Linked DNA regions of Anser cygnoides: region 2 is linked to region 1. A link is a contact called in public Hi-C data. All regions are on one chromosome and are shown on one strand. Each heading gives the region's core, a stretch centred on a gene start, on an enhancer-like site or on the middle of the called end of the contact. The rest is flanking DNA. Distances are from core to core; before and after follow the strand shown.

What was found. A called contact is a pair of places that touch in the nucleus more often than the background predicts.
Region 2: a contact with region 1 is called in a Hi-C map of liver, with 6 times the contacts expected there. The contact joins the promoter of BCL6 here to the enhancer-like site in region 1. A contact is called at or near these places in 2 of 7 Hi-C or Micro-C datasets (both in liver).

The regions. Positions count from the first base shown.
Region 1 is chr9:16,237,558-16,243,561 of Taihu_goose_T2T_genome, reverse strand. No RefSeq gene overlaps it. Among named protein-coding and RNA genes, the nearest start is that of LPP, 47 kb to the right of the region's middle. Within about 2 kb of position 2,326, at least 1 of the 3 cell types and tissues checked has open chromatin away from gene starts, as enhancers often do. A contact at or near this core is called in liver, where this site is marked.
Region 2 is chr9:16,336,977-16,342,980 of Taihu_goose_T2T_genome, reverse strand. It overlaps BCL6 (BCL6 transcription repressor), which reads right to left and starts at 2,188. Exons shown (of 10, transcript XM_067002297.1): 1 at 2,071-2,188. It overlaps LOC136791437 (a long non-coding RNA gene), which reads left to right. Exons shown (of 2, transcript XR_010833524.1): 2 at 1-37. It also overlaps the pseudogene LOC136791464.

The DNA of each region.
Region 1 (6,004 bases), core at 1,077-3,576:
CAGCAAAACCAGCAGGAACCCAAGTAGATACCTTTGGGATCCAAGTGCTTATTTTGATAGTGTGGTTATGTTTGGATTTGTGCTTGTTGTTTTTTCTTTTTTTAAAGGTGTAGTGGATTAATCCTGGCTTGTGCAGTTGTTGTACCGTAGTTTGTTTTTGTGTTGTAAGGGGCTTGGCAATGGTGTCAGGAGACGTGCTCCCTAAGTACTCTTATTATTTATCCTCATTGTACAAGCTGCACCAAATAAGTACCAGGCATTTCCAGAAATTGCTATTGATTGGGCAACTGCGTTTACAAAGCTAATCAATAAGTTTAACCCCCACCATATATTTATTTGTGATACAACTGCTCTCTTTGTGTGCCTCATGTGCTTTCCAGAGCTTGTAATTTGTCCAGTGTAAATAGCTGATTTCATCCTTTTTCCTGGGGAAAAAATAGCCCTGCTATTATAACACTGTGCCTCTTCTGGTGAGGGAGGTGTATGTGTCTTCCTGTCTTTAGGGTGGGTAATTTCACCCTTCACAGGAAGAAGATGAAGGGATGGGAAAGAGCCTTGTTGTTTCCTGAACACCAGAGTTACTGCAGTCTCCTGTGGATTTTTGTCCTTTGGCCTTTTCATCCTACTTCTGTTTCTGCCATAACAACCCCAGCTCTTTTCACATGGCTCTTCCTGTGACTCTACAGCACAGAAGATAACGTAATGCTGTAGAGGGACAGAACCGTGCAAGTGCTTGTTGGACAGGCAGGACATACACCCTGTTTCCAAAGGGTTGTGTAGCATAGGCCTTTCCACAACAGGGACCTCATCTGGGTCTTTATGTCTACTTCCAGGGTTCTTCCAAACGCTGGATACTTCTTGCTGCCAAAATTTCTACTGGTCCTTTAGATATGACCAAATTGGGTCAACAGTTACGAAGTTCAGTGTGAAGGTTGGATGGCTGAAGGGTCATCAGAGTGTCAGTCCAAAAAGTCATCTGTGTGGATGGCTGAATTGCCAAAAATATTTTACTGAAGTCCAGATGTCTGGAAATCAGAAGAACTTGGATAGCTTCCTCTTCTGGTCTCAAATGATTTTGCTCATTCATGCTGCACTGGCAGTTCTAGATCCTCTAGGGTGAGGATGAGAGCACACAAAGCTCTTCTGAAGGATTTCCCCACAAACTGGAAGCACCAGGATTTTGCAAGATCATCTTCTGTAGTGTGGGACTATGACTAAATAGACCTTGGTGGTTCTTGCTTCATTACAGATGACAATGCCCTGTGTGAACTTGGATATGTGAATGCCCCCACCTCTGTTCTCCAAGGAGAAACAGACCCACACTTGACCTCTGAAACCCAATGCTCCAACGCTTCTCCAGAATTTCCCACTCTGATCTGTACAGTCACCACAAATTGGCCCAATTTTGGACTTCCCTCTTGCAGAGAGTGGCCATTAGATCCAACAGGCTTACGTGCTAACAAGGTTTTTCCAGGATTTTGAGATTTTTCTTAGGAACTATTGCTCTGATCGTAAGGCCAAAAATGAGGTAGTGCAGAAAGTGGTGTGTAAGAATGTTAATTATTTCCCGAACAGTAATACTGGTAGTTTCTATTGTATTCCTTCAAAAAAAAGAACTTGTTGACCTTCTTCAAACATTGTAAACAAGGAAGCTGAAGTCTCAAACAACCCTGTTTCTAAAAGCTTCTTGCAAAAATCAATGATCAGGCAATAGTGTGCCCTGTGTACGAGATTGTGGGAGTTATCAGAAGTTAGATACTGCTTGGCCAGTTGGATGAGCGTCCAGCTGGCACCCAGCCTGAAACATGCCATAGCAAAAGCTGCTTCTTGCTCTGCTGGTAGTTACAGGACATGGGAAGGAGCTGATCTTGTTGGAAAGGGGGGAGAGTTTGGAGGATGTCATCAGTCCTGGAAGCATGGGCTGGGAAAGGGGCAGGTCATAGGGCCTGCAGAGGGGATCTTGGAGCACTGTGTGAAGGGAAGTGTGGGGGACACCAGGGTAGATGTGCTGGTGAAGTGAAGTCACACAGGATGTAAATTCTTGAATTGTGGAAAGAGGAATGCTGATGCCTGGAATGGCTTGGGTATTGATGATAAAACGTGAGAGATTAAATACTTGGTTTCTCATTCTAGGACTCCTGATGCTCACTTTCATCAGACTTTTAAAAGATGGTGTCTTTCTTTGGCAGTAGGTACAGTATAATGGTATATCAGGAAAGTAAAACTGACCTGTGTATAACTAGTGCTTCTGCTTAATATATGAGAAGGCTTACAGGCGGTGGAACTTAACTCCCAAAATATAAACCTTTGTCTTCTGACTTTACCTCAGATTATTTTAATTCAAGACTCTAGAAACAATTGCAATTAGCTCCTATTCCTTCCTTTTGCTCCTCTTTATACTCAGTTCCTTGTCCACACCCTCAGCTTCTTGGATCATTGACTCAGATGTTTAAATGGAAAAATACCCAGCTCAAGTTTATTGCAATGAGCAGAAGCAAAGAGGGTCTCTGTAAATATCTTGGTTCTTTGTATGCAGCTGGGTTCCCCTTTGTTTACTTGACTTCCCCAGTTATTTTCAAGCTGCTAAGGTCATTGCTAGTTAATAGTTGGCTAGAAATCAATAGACAGAGATGGTTAAAGATAAGTTTTAATAATGAGCGCAATCAAATTCTAGCAACTTTTATCTCTCTGCTGCTGCCAGTGGTGGCTGGTTTTTGTGCAATGACTACATTCATTTTCCAGCTGCACAAACTTCAGTGTTTTTTATCTTTGTAAAATACAGCTACCATAGCCCACCCTGGTGCCTCATGGTTAATGCTCTCTTGCTAGAGAACTGAGTTCAAGTGTGCTAAATGACTTCCATCAGTTTCAACAGGGTTTCCACCCAATGTTCACTGTTACCCAGGTAAAACAACTTCAAGATATCGCTGGAGTTAGCTGGAGATGGAGCACTGTCATCTCTTGACTCATCTTTGAACAGATGGAGAGCTTCTCCAAGTCCTGGTGAGCATTTCTACGAAGTTCAGCTGTCCAATGCATTCAGCACCTTCAATTGAGCATTATGTTGCAGCTGGATTTTTAACAGTTAAGCTCCATCTTGGAAGGGAGAACAGAGGGCTAGGATTTATGCCTTTAAGGTCCTGGTTTGCTTGGTTCAGAGTGTGCAGAGCAGTGCAAAATCTAACTGCTATTCCTCACCTGCTGGACCTCATTACATGGAAAACCAGATCTCTTGCAAATACCTCTCATGTTGAGTGATCATTAAAACACGTGTGTTGAAAGCATTCTAGAGACAGTGGCTGCTGCTGGGCTTTGGATCAGGTGCTGCATGATGCTGCTTGTGCTGGAGGTTCCTCAGCTCCCTGTAGCTTGCCAGGCAGTCCCGTGCCTGGCACCAGGTTCTCTTCCTGTGGGCTTTGCAGCATGTTTTTGGGTTGTGATGCAATGGCATGCTGTCCTGCTGCAGCAGACTCACCCAGATAGGCATGGCTGGCACTTGTGTGTGCTCAAGCAAGTAAAAACCTTACTCTCTACTGAAAGCCCTCTCAGATGTTTTCACAAATATAATGGGCTATGGGGATGGTCTGGGCTTGGAGTGCATACCAGGAATTTGAGGGACTCTCGCTCAGTTCTCTGTTCTGTCCCAGACTTCATCTTCTGCCTCAGGCAAGTTACGTCAGTGCAGTGACTCAGTTCCCTCGCAGTACAATGGAAATAGCAATGCTGTTCTAACTTGTGGGATTAGTTTGGTGATAAACACCTCTAGGACTTCAAGGTGCTGTGCTTCTGTGATCAGGACAGCCACTTCAGCACCTAATGTATGAAAAAGTGACTTGAGCTCTTGTACCTGCTGAATGCTTTGGGGAACATTTTTAACTGCCCTTTCAAAGCCTGTACTCATGCTCCACACCTGTAGGAACTTCTCTTCTTCCTTCCCTCCCTTGCTGCTGTCTGAGAGTTGACATTCTGGGGGAAAGAGGTGACCCCTTGGCCAATGGCACCGTGTTTCAATCCACTACAGACAAAATTTGATTTGGCTACTTGATCATGCCAATGGGGCACTAGTTTTATGGGATTGTTCACTGCAAATCCTGCTGGAGATGCATATTCTGAAGGATCCTAGCAGTAAGCTCATGAGGTCTGAAGTGGCACAAGGAAACATGGTAAAACATCTCATGGGTTTTGTTGAACATCCAGACAGTATAAGGAGCCAATTTTTGCTAGGAAACGAATGAAAACAGTTCACAGGTAGGGTATTTTGCATGCTTATGTATATGCAACATGCAGTTCCCAAACCCATAGGTGGTAGATGCGTTGCTGTTTTTTTATTAGTAGTGTACACTAACAGGCCATCTCACTGGTTCAAGGTGGTCATGCTTTTATAGGTAACCTGGGATGGAGTTTCTCTTCTGTGGCATTATCTAGCACATCAGCTCATCACCCTGTCCAGGAATGAACTTCTTGCTGGTTCTTCACTTTTAAATAATGTCCAATCTATTTAGAAGATAAATTCTCTGCATTAATGTTCTTGATAATACGTTAGAGCAAACATCTTGTCCCAGTTCTATCGGTCCCTCTCCTCTGTGGATTTTGGCCATAGAGCAGCGAAATCAAAGTACAGCAGCTGAGGATCTGTTCCTATTTCCAGTGGGCAAATCACAAGATATCTCTCAATCAACCTGTTAAATATAATTGAATTCCTCCTGATCCATCTTCTGGGGTTAGAGGCTGTTTGCTTGTCTGTTAGGATCAGCAGGTGGGAGCGTGGCTTCCTGGAGCTTGTGATAACAAAGTCTGTAAGCCCTGCTTTGTGCTCCCTGCCTCGGTGCTGTGTGAATGGCAAGTGGTCTGTCACACCTGGCACGGAGCCACGCCTGAAACCCAAACCTTTGCTGGGCTGATAAGCCAAGCCATGTAATGAGAAAGGAACACTCTGCCTTGCTTCTTAATGCTCAAGGGCGTGCACAATGTCAGTTTGTCCAAGGCAGGAAGGATTTGTTTGGAAAGGAAAAAAACAACAAACTTTTCTAATACCAAGCAAACAAAATGAGGTTTTGGATGTTTGGGGATAAGACTTAGAATCTGTAAGCGTTTGGCGCTCATTTGTTTCAAATAAGGCCAAGGTCACAAATGACCTGAAGTCATGGTTGTACTACTTGTTTTGCCTGAAGAACTGGCTTGGATTTGTGAATGAGGAGTAAACTTGCCTGAAATATCTGATTCTGTAAGACCCAACCTATTCGCTGCTTGGTGTGGTTTGGGGTTTTGGTCAAGGGAAGGATAGGGATGTTGACAAAACATTTTCCAACAGCTTGCAGACAATTTTTCTTTTTTTTCAAAAGGATGTTTTCTATGTGCAGAGCTCTTGAAGGGGGGGTGGAGGGGGGTGAGGGGAGGAGTTAAACCATTGCAACCCAAAAATTTTCTCCTTAAAGGCTTTGGACAGACCCTAAAGGAGATTTCCCAATTATTCTTGTTTTATTAAAATTGTTTTGTACTTGGTCATCGGGGGTGGTGGTGGAATCTTGTCCTAGCTTAAATCAGAATATCAGGTAGGAGATTGCATAAAGTTCTGGGCTCATTACTTTGGGTGCAGCACAGGCAAGTAGCAAAAACAACCTTCCCTTCCCTGACAAACGCCTGAACAGGAATGAGACAGGATGCAACAAGTGGACAAAATGAATGAGTGTCGGGAGGAGAACGAAATGAGGAGGAAGTTGTGCCTTGCCATGGGCCAGCCTGGTGCCAGATGGGTGTGAGGTGTAAGGCTTGTGGTACGGAAGAGTTTTAAGGAGCTATGTGAAAGATGCCACTCTGCCTGTTGGTGTGAATTTTGAAGCCAGCATGGTATAAAAAACTGTTTTTGGAACTAGCAACTGGTAGTTTCATCAACAGGACCTGAATGTGAATGGTGTCATGGGAGCTTTTCTTCACTGCCTCAGTCCTGTAAGTCAGGCTCAAAGGTTGTTGATGCTGTCTGGGCCCAATGCCCATGCAAGAGCTG
Region 2 (6,004 bases), core at 939-3,438, 100 kb before region 1:
CGCCGCAGATTTATTTTTTTTTTTTTTCCTAAACAAACGCCCTGCTTTCTGTTTCCCTCCTTCCCAAGAGGCGATTTCATAACATTTCATACTGTGACTTTGCAAACTACGGGCGGGGGGGGGCCGGCTGGCGAGGCGGAGAGCTGGGGGGGGGGGGGAGAGAGAGAAGGGGGGGGGGGGACGGCCGGGAGAGGTCGCTGCCGCCCGACCACGAAAAGTTTTCACAACAAAGTTGGGCTTTTTCGGTTTTGTTTTCCTTTTTTTTTTTTTTTAAGGGGGGGGATTAAAAATAATAATAATAATAATAAAAATGAAACACGCGTCACCGAAAGAGCTTTCTCCCATCCCCCAAATGCTGTTTTTTTTTTTAATTTTTAAAAAAAATTTTTTTTTTTTGGGGGGGGTGGGGGTGGGGGGAGGTGCGGCGCGGGCCGGGCGCGGCGGTTGCGCGGGGTCTGCGCGCGATTTGCGCGGCTCGCTCCAGGAACAGCCGTGTGGCCGGGGGCCAGGCGCGCAGCTCCCGGCGGCAGATTTACGAGCTCCTGTCGCCGCGCCAAGTCCGCCGCGGTAGTAAACACACGGCAAAGGGCTGCCACGGGGAAAAGGGGGAGGGGGGGGACACACAACCGGGGGGGGGCTCCCCCGTACCCCGACAAGCGCACCCCATCGCCGAGCGGCCGGAGGACCCCCCCCCCCCAACCCCTTTCCCTCCTCCTCCCCGCTGTTTGCGGCGGCATCGCTGGAAGGAGAAAAAAAAAAATCGGAGCCCCCCCCCCCCCCGCGCGGTATTTTCAGAGCCACTTCTCCCCCTCCCCGCCGCCTCCCCGCGCGGGTGCCGCCGCCGTCGAGGCCGGCGCGGTTCCTTCCACCGAGCCCCGGGAAGGAGGGAGGGAGGCCGAGCCTCCCCGCCGCCTCTCCCGTCCCCCCCCCCCCGCCGCTTGCTTTTCCCCGGGCCGACAAAAACGCCGCAAAGTCCGCTCCGTCCCCGCCCGGCTCCTCGCCCCCCCCGGGGGGCTTTGACAGATCCCGGCGCGGCCCCGCCACAGGTTGCCAAAAGAAAAAAAAAAAAAGCCGGTAGGGAGCCGAAAGGGGAGTGGGGGGGGGACGCGGGGAAAAAGCCCCCCGCTCGTACTGCGGTAAAAAAAAAATCCTCCGAGAAGGGGGAAGGAAAAAAAAAAAATCACCCCGAGAGAGGGCCGAGCCGCCCGGTGCCGCGACACGGCGCACACGCGGGGACCGGGAGCGAGACAGCCACTAGAAGCAAAAGAACAAGAATAAAAAATAATAACAAATAAGATACATAAAATATAAGACACGCTGCCCGAGCTCCGGCCATCGAGAACCGACGCCGAAAGGAAATAAAATAAAATATAAAATAAAAACCCCGGAGCTCCCCGGCGGCCGCGCTCGCCGCCGTCCTGCGGCCGCCTGCAGGTGCAGGGGCACCGCGGGGCCCCCCCGGGGGACACGGGGATGGGGAGAGCAGCGCTCGGGGGGACAAAACCCCCCCGAGACCCCATGGGGACCACCGCGGGGGGACCTCCCCCCTCCGGGAGCCGGCCCCGTTAGGGCAGCCCGGGGCTGGGATTTTTTTTATTATTATTTTTTTCCCCCCCCTTTCCTTTTTTTTTTTTTTTTTTGATTTTTTTTTTTTTTTTTACTATTAAGGGTGCAAGGAGAGGGTTGGGGGTGTCCCCGCGTTAATTTAATAGGGAGCACGTTAATTTAGTATGGAGAGGGAATTATTATAATAATAAAAAAAAAAATAGGGGAAAAAAAAATTAAGGGGAGAATGGGATGGGGGGGGAATAGGGGATGGTAAAATAATTTTTTTTTTTTTTTTCGGTGGATTAAAAGTGCCGTCGGGGCACCTGCCGAGGGAAAAAGGAGGGGGGGGGAAAAAAACGGGTAAGAAATATATAGGGGCGGCTGGGCGCCAGAGCGGGGCAGGGAGGGAAAGAGGAGGGAGAGAGAGAGAGAGAGGAGGGAAGAGAGAGGAGGAAAAAAAAAAAAAAAAGAGAGAGAGAATTAAAGGGTAAAATCGGCCGCGGCAATAGAAGCAGCAATCACCTGGTCTCCGGGCTTTCCTAGAAACTCCTTGCATCACCACTTCTAAGAACCCCAGTTCTAAGAATCAACAGAGCCCAATTCTCGGAATTTGAGCTGCCGGCCCTACCACTGCGAGCGGCGCGGGGAGGGACGGGGACCTCCCCTACCGCCTCCTCGCCGCCGCCGCCGCCCCGCCGGGACGCCTCCCCCCGCCCGAACGCCCCCGACGGTGTCCCCGTGCCCCCGGCCGGTGTCCCGGTGGGGACGCGGCGGCGGCGAGGGTCCCGCTGCCCCCCGCTCCCCGCCGTGTTCCCCCCCCTCGCGGTGGTCTCGCCCGGCCGCGGGGGTCACGTGGCGGCGGGCGGCGGCGTGACGTGGGGGCGCGGCGGGGTGGCGGCGGGAGCGCGCGCGCGCGCGCCCGCCCGACCGGGCGCGGGGGAGCGCGCGCGCCGCGCGGACGCAAAGGGGGGTCCCGGGTGCGAGAGCGGGGACGGGGCTGAGCGCACGTGGACACCCCCCCCCCCCACCTCGCCTCCCCCCAAAAATATAATGCAGGGGGAAGGAGGGCGTGTGAAAAAATATATGTTTTTTTTTTTATAATAATTCCTTTTTTTTTCTTTTTTTTTTACTTTTTTCGTTTTTTCCTTGTTTTTTTCCCCTTTTTTCTTGTTTTTCCCTTTTTCCCCTTGTTTTTCCCTTTTTTCCTTGTTTTTTCCTTTTTCCCCCCTTTTTTCCTTTTCCTACCATTTTCTCCTTTTTCTCCTTTTTTCCCTTTTCTCCCTTTTTTCTCTTTTCCACCCTCTTTTCCCTTTTTCCCCTTTCCCCCTTTTTTCCATTTTCCCCCTTTTCCCCCCCTTTTTTCCTCCATTTCCCCCCTTTTTTCCTCCTTTTCCCCTTTTTTTCCCTTTCCCCTTTTTTCCCTTTTTTTCTCCTTTTCCCTTTTATCCCTTTTTTTTTTGGGGGGGGGCACCGCTTTCTCATTCCAACAATCAACCCTCCCCCCCTTTTAAAAAAAAAGAAAAAGCCAGGATCCTGCTGTGCTGCACTGGAATTTTGCATTTTTCATTATTTTTCCTTCCGTTGCCTCTTTTTTTTTTTTTTTTTGCTAATTTTTGACAAACACATCGACGCTCGGCTCACAGCCTCAGATGGGATTTACTCTTGGGGCCAGAAGCTTTTTCCTTAAAGCCCCCCTCACACCCCCATGCGCTTCTTTTTCCTTTTTTTTTTTTTTTTTTGCGTTTTTATTTTTTTGGCTTTGCTCCTTAACGCTGGGATTCTCGAGGAGGAGGAAAAAAAAAAAAAAAAAGAAAGGATGACGATGTAAATTTTTTTTTTTCCTTATTATTTTTTATTTTCAGACGCTTTCGCTCTTTTCCTTCCCAGGACGCCCGAGCGGTGGGTTAATTCTCTGTAGCTCTTGTGGTTCTTATTGCAGCCCAGCCTGTAAGTGTGCACATCCTCGCGTTCCTCCGCTGCTCCGCGAATCTCTGCTGGGGTGCAAAACGCCGTCGGCTCCTCCTGGCGAGCCCGGGCTGCCCGGGGTTTTTTCTCCGGGCGCTTTTTGCCCGCTCCTATTGCCGGGTGTACGGAGGGGAGGGCGAAGGCCTGCGCTGGCCCTTGCGGGAGGCGGTGGGAATAAGGCGAAGACTTCTGCAAACCCTTCTTCCAGTTGGGTTTTGCAGGGCAAGGACTGAGGGGGGTGGGAGGGGGCCGCCACCCGAGCGTTGCTCCGGTCCCGTATGTAAATGTATCGCCCTGTATGTAAATCTGTAGAGATTTATACCTCTCCAGCCTCGAGCCTTGCGTATTTATTTCGACCGACCGTGCCGGCGCTGGGGCCTGCGGCTTGGGTTTGTCTCGGGGGTGCATCAGCACATCGCCAGCCTGCTGTGCCGTTTGCCCCCGACACTTTTTCGGCTGCGTGCTGCCCAGCGTGGCCGAGCAGGGGGAGGGCGCGCTCCGGGCCGGGATGCCTTTCCCATTGCAATTAATAGAAATTTGTTTATGAGAATAACCACCACGGGTCACGGTGCCCTCGCTCCTCCGCTAATACAGTGGCTCGGAGCTACTGATTCAGTCGCCGCCGAGCCCCACCAAACGGGTGCCTTTGCTGGGAAGTTCCTGCGTGCCGGGTGCTGCCTTTATTTTGATTTTGCAGCCGGGCTCACGAGCTGAAATGCTCGGTGCCTGCTCTAAAGTCGGGGGGGGGGGTTGGGGGGGGGGGGGGATAAGAAGAAAGCTGTTCTGCTAATCCGACTCATTTTATCATTAAAAATAGCCCGGTGGCAAGATCAGAACGGTGCTGCCGAGACACTTGAGATGGTTCAGATATGCTCGAAAGCTGTAGTTAAAAAGCAAGATGGGATTCCCAGCGAGGGAGCACGGCCGGAGCCGTGCGAGGCTCCGGGCCCCGGGAGCAGGTTCGGGAGGTGTTTGCGAGCGGCCGGCTCGTGGGACCCACTCGCACCGACTGCCCTCCGGGCTTGTGCTTCCTTACAGCACGGAAATTAAAAGGCCTGAGGGGGGGGTGGAGGGGTTAAGGAGAAGGAAGAAAAAAAAAAAAAAAGGTTCTTTGCTGTTTGTCATTTTTCTGCAGCGTGACGCTTTCGGTTTAGCCAGCCCCTGTGCCTGGCTGGACGCAACGCTTGCAGAAAGTTAGGCAGGGCGAGAGGGCTCGCGGCGGGGTTTTTGCAGAGCCCCAGGGTCAGGCGTGACTTCTGCTCCGGTGGCACTGTGAGGGGGGCTGGCTCTGCCTCGGTCTGCAGCGTGCCCCCCCTGTTCGTGGGGATGCAGAGGTCACCCACCAGCATCCCCGCTGGGCCGGGAACTCGGCGGGCACCCGCTCGGCCTGGGCGTCTTCATAGGGTGGGATTTTCTTTCTTTCTTTTTCTTTTTGTTTTAAATTTATTCTGCAGTTTAATGTCTTCTCATCCCTCTACTCGTCACCCATGGGGCTCCCACGCTGCCTCCCACCACAGCTTCAGCACCCCATAAAAGCAGCGACGGTGGCTCCAGGGTGCCAGGGAAGGGAACGTCTCCCCAGGATCCCCCTTGCCGTGCCTGTGCCCCACAGGCCAGAGGGGTCTGTGCCGGGCAGGACAAGGCCTTGTCACCTCCTGCCCCTCTCCTGGCCCAGCTGGGTGCCGGCCAGCCCTGGCCCGGGGCGGTCACTCTGCAGCCGGTGGCGGCTGCCCAAGAGGAAGGCGACGACGAGCCCGCAGCACGCGGAGGGGCGGCGGGGCTGCCCGGACCCCTCTGCCACAGGGCCCCCCTTGCCCACATCACGCAGCCAGCCGTGGGCTGGCTCTCCTTGGGACTGGGGCTGCAACCCTGGTGCCGCTTGGTGATGCCAGGACGGGGGCATCGCCGCCGCAAAATGGTCCCTGTGGTGTTGGCAGAGCAAGGCCGGAGCCGTGCTGGGCATGACGGAGGGTGGTCGGCCCCGGCTGAGCTGCTGGGCTGAATGGCGCTGGGGACGCTTTCTGATCCTCTGCCAGGGCCACAGCTCTGTGTTGGGGACCTTCGGAGCCAGGGGTGAGAGGTGAGGGGCTGCGGGACCTTCCCTCACGTCGGTGGGTTTGAAGCATCCCCGTGGCCCACGCCTCTTCACAGGTGACCCTGTCAAGAAGCGCTTCACCTCACGACATAAACAGCACCCCATAATCATTTTTGCCTTCAGAAATTAACTCCTTCCGGCCACAAGGCTTCTCCAGCACCCTTCCAAAAAGCAGACCCCAAAGCTGTGTCCGGGAGGGGGCCGTTCAGCCTTACAGAAGAGCACCCGGTGGCAGCAGGGGACGGTGGCGGCCGCAGCCTGCACGACGCTGCTGGAAGGGAGCTGGGCGCACATGGAGGTGCGTGCCCGAGGCCGGGCCACACGCTGCACGGGGACACTGTATTCCCTGGTTCAGCCCAACTATCTTGTTTTCTAATCTAACCTACTTTTTTTTTT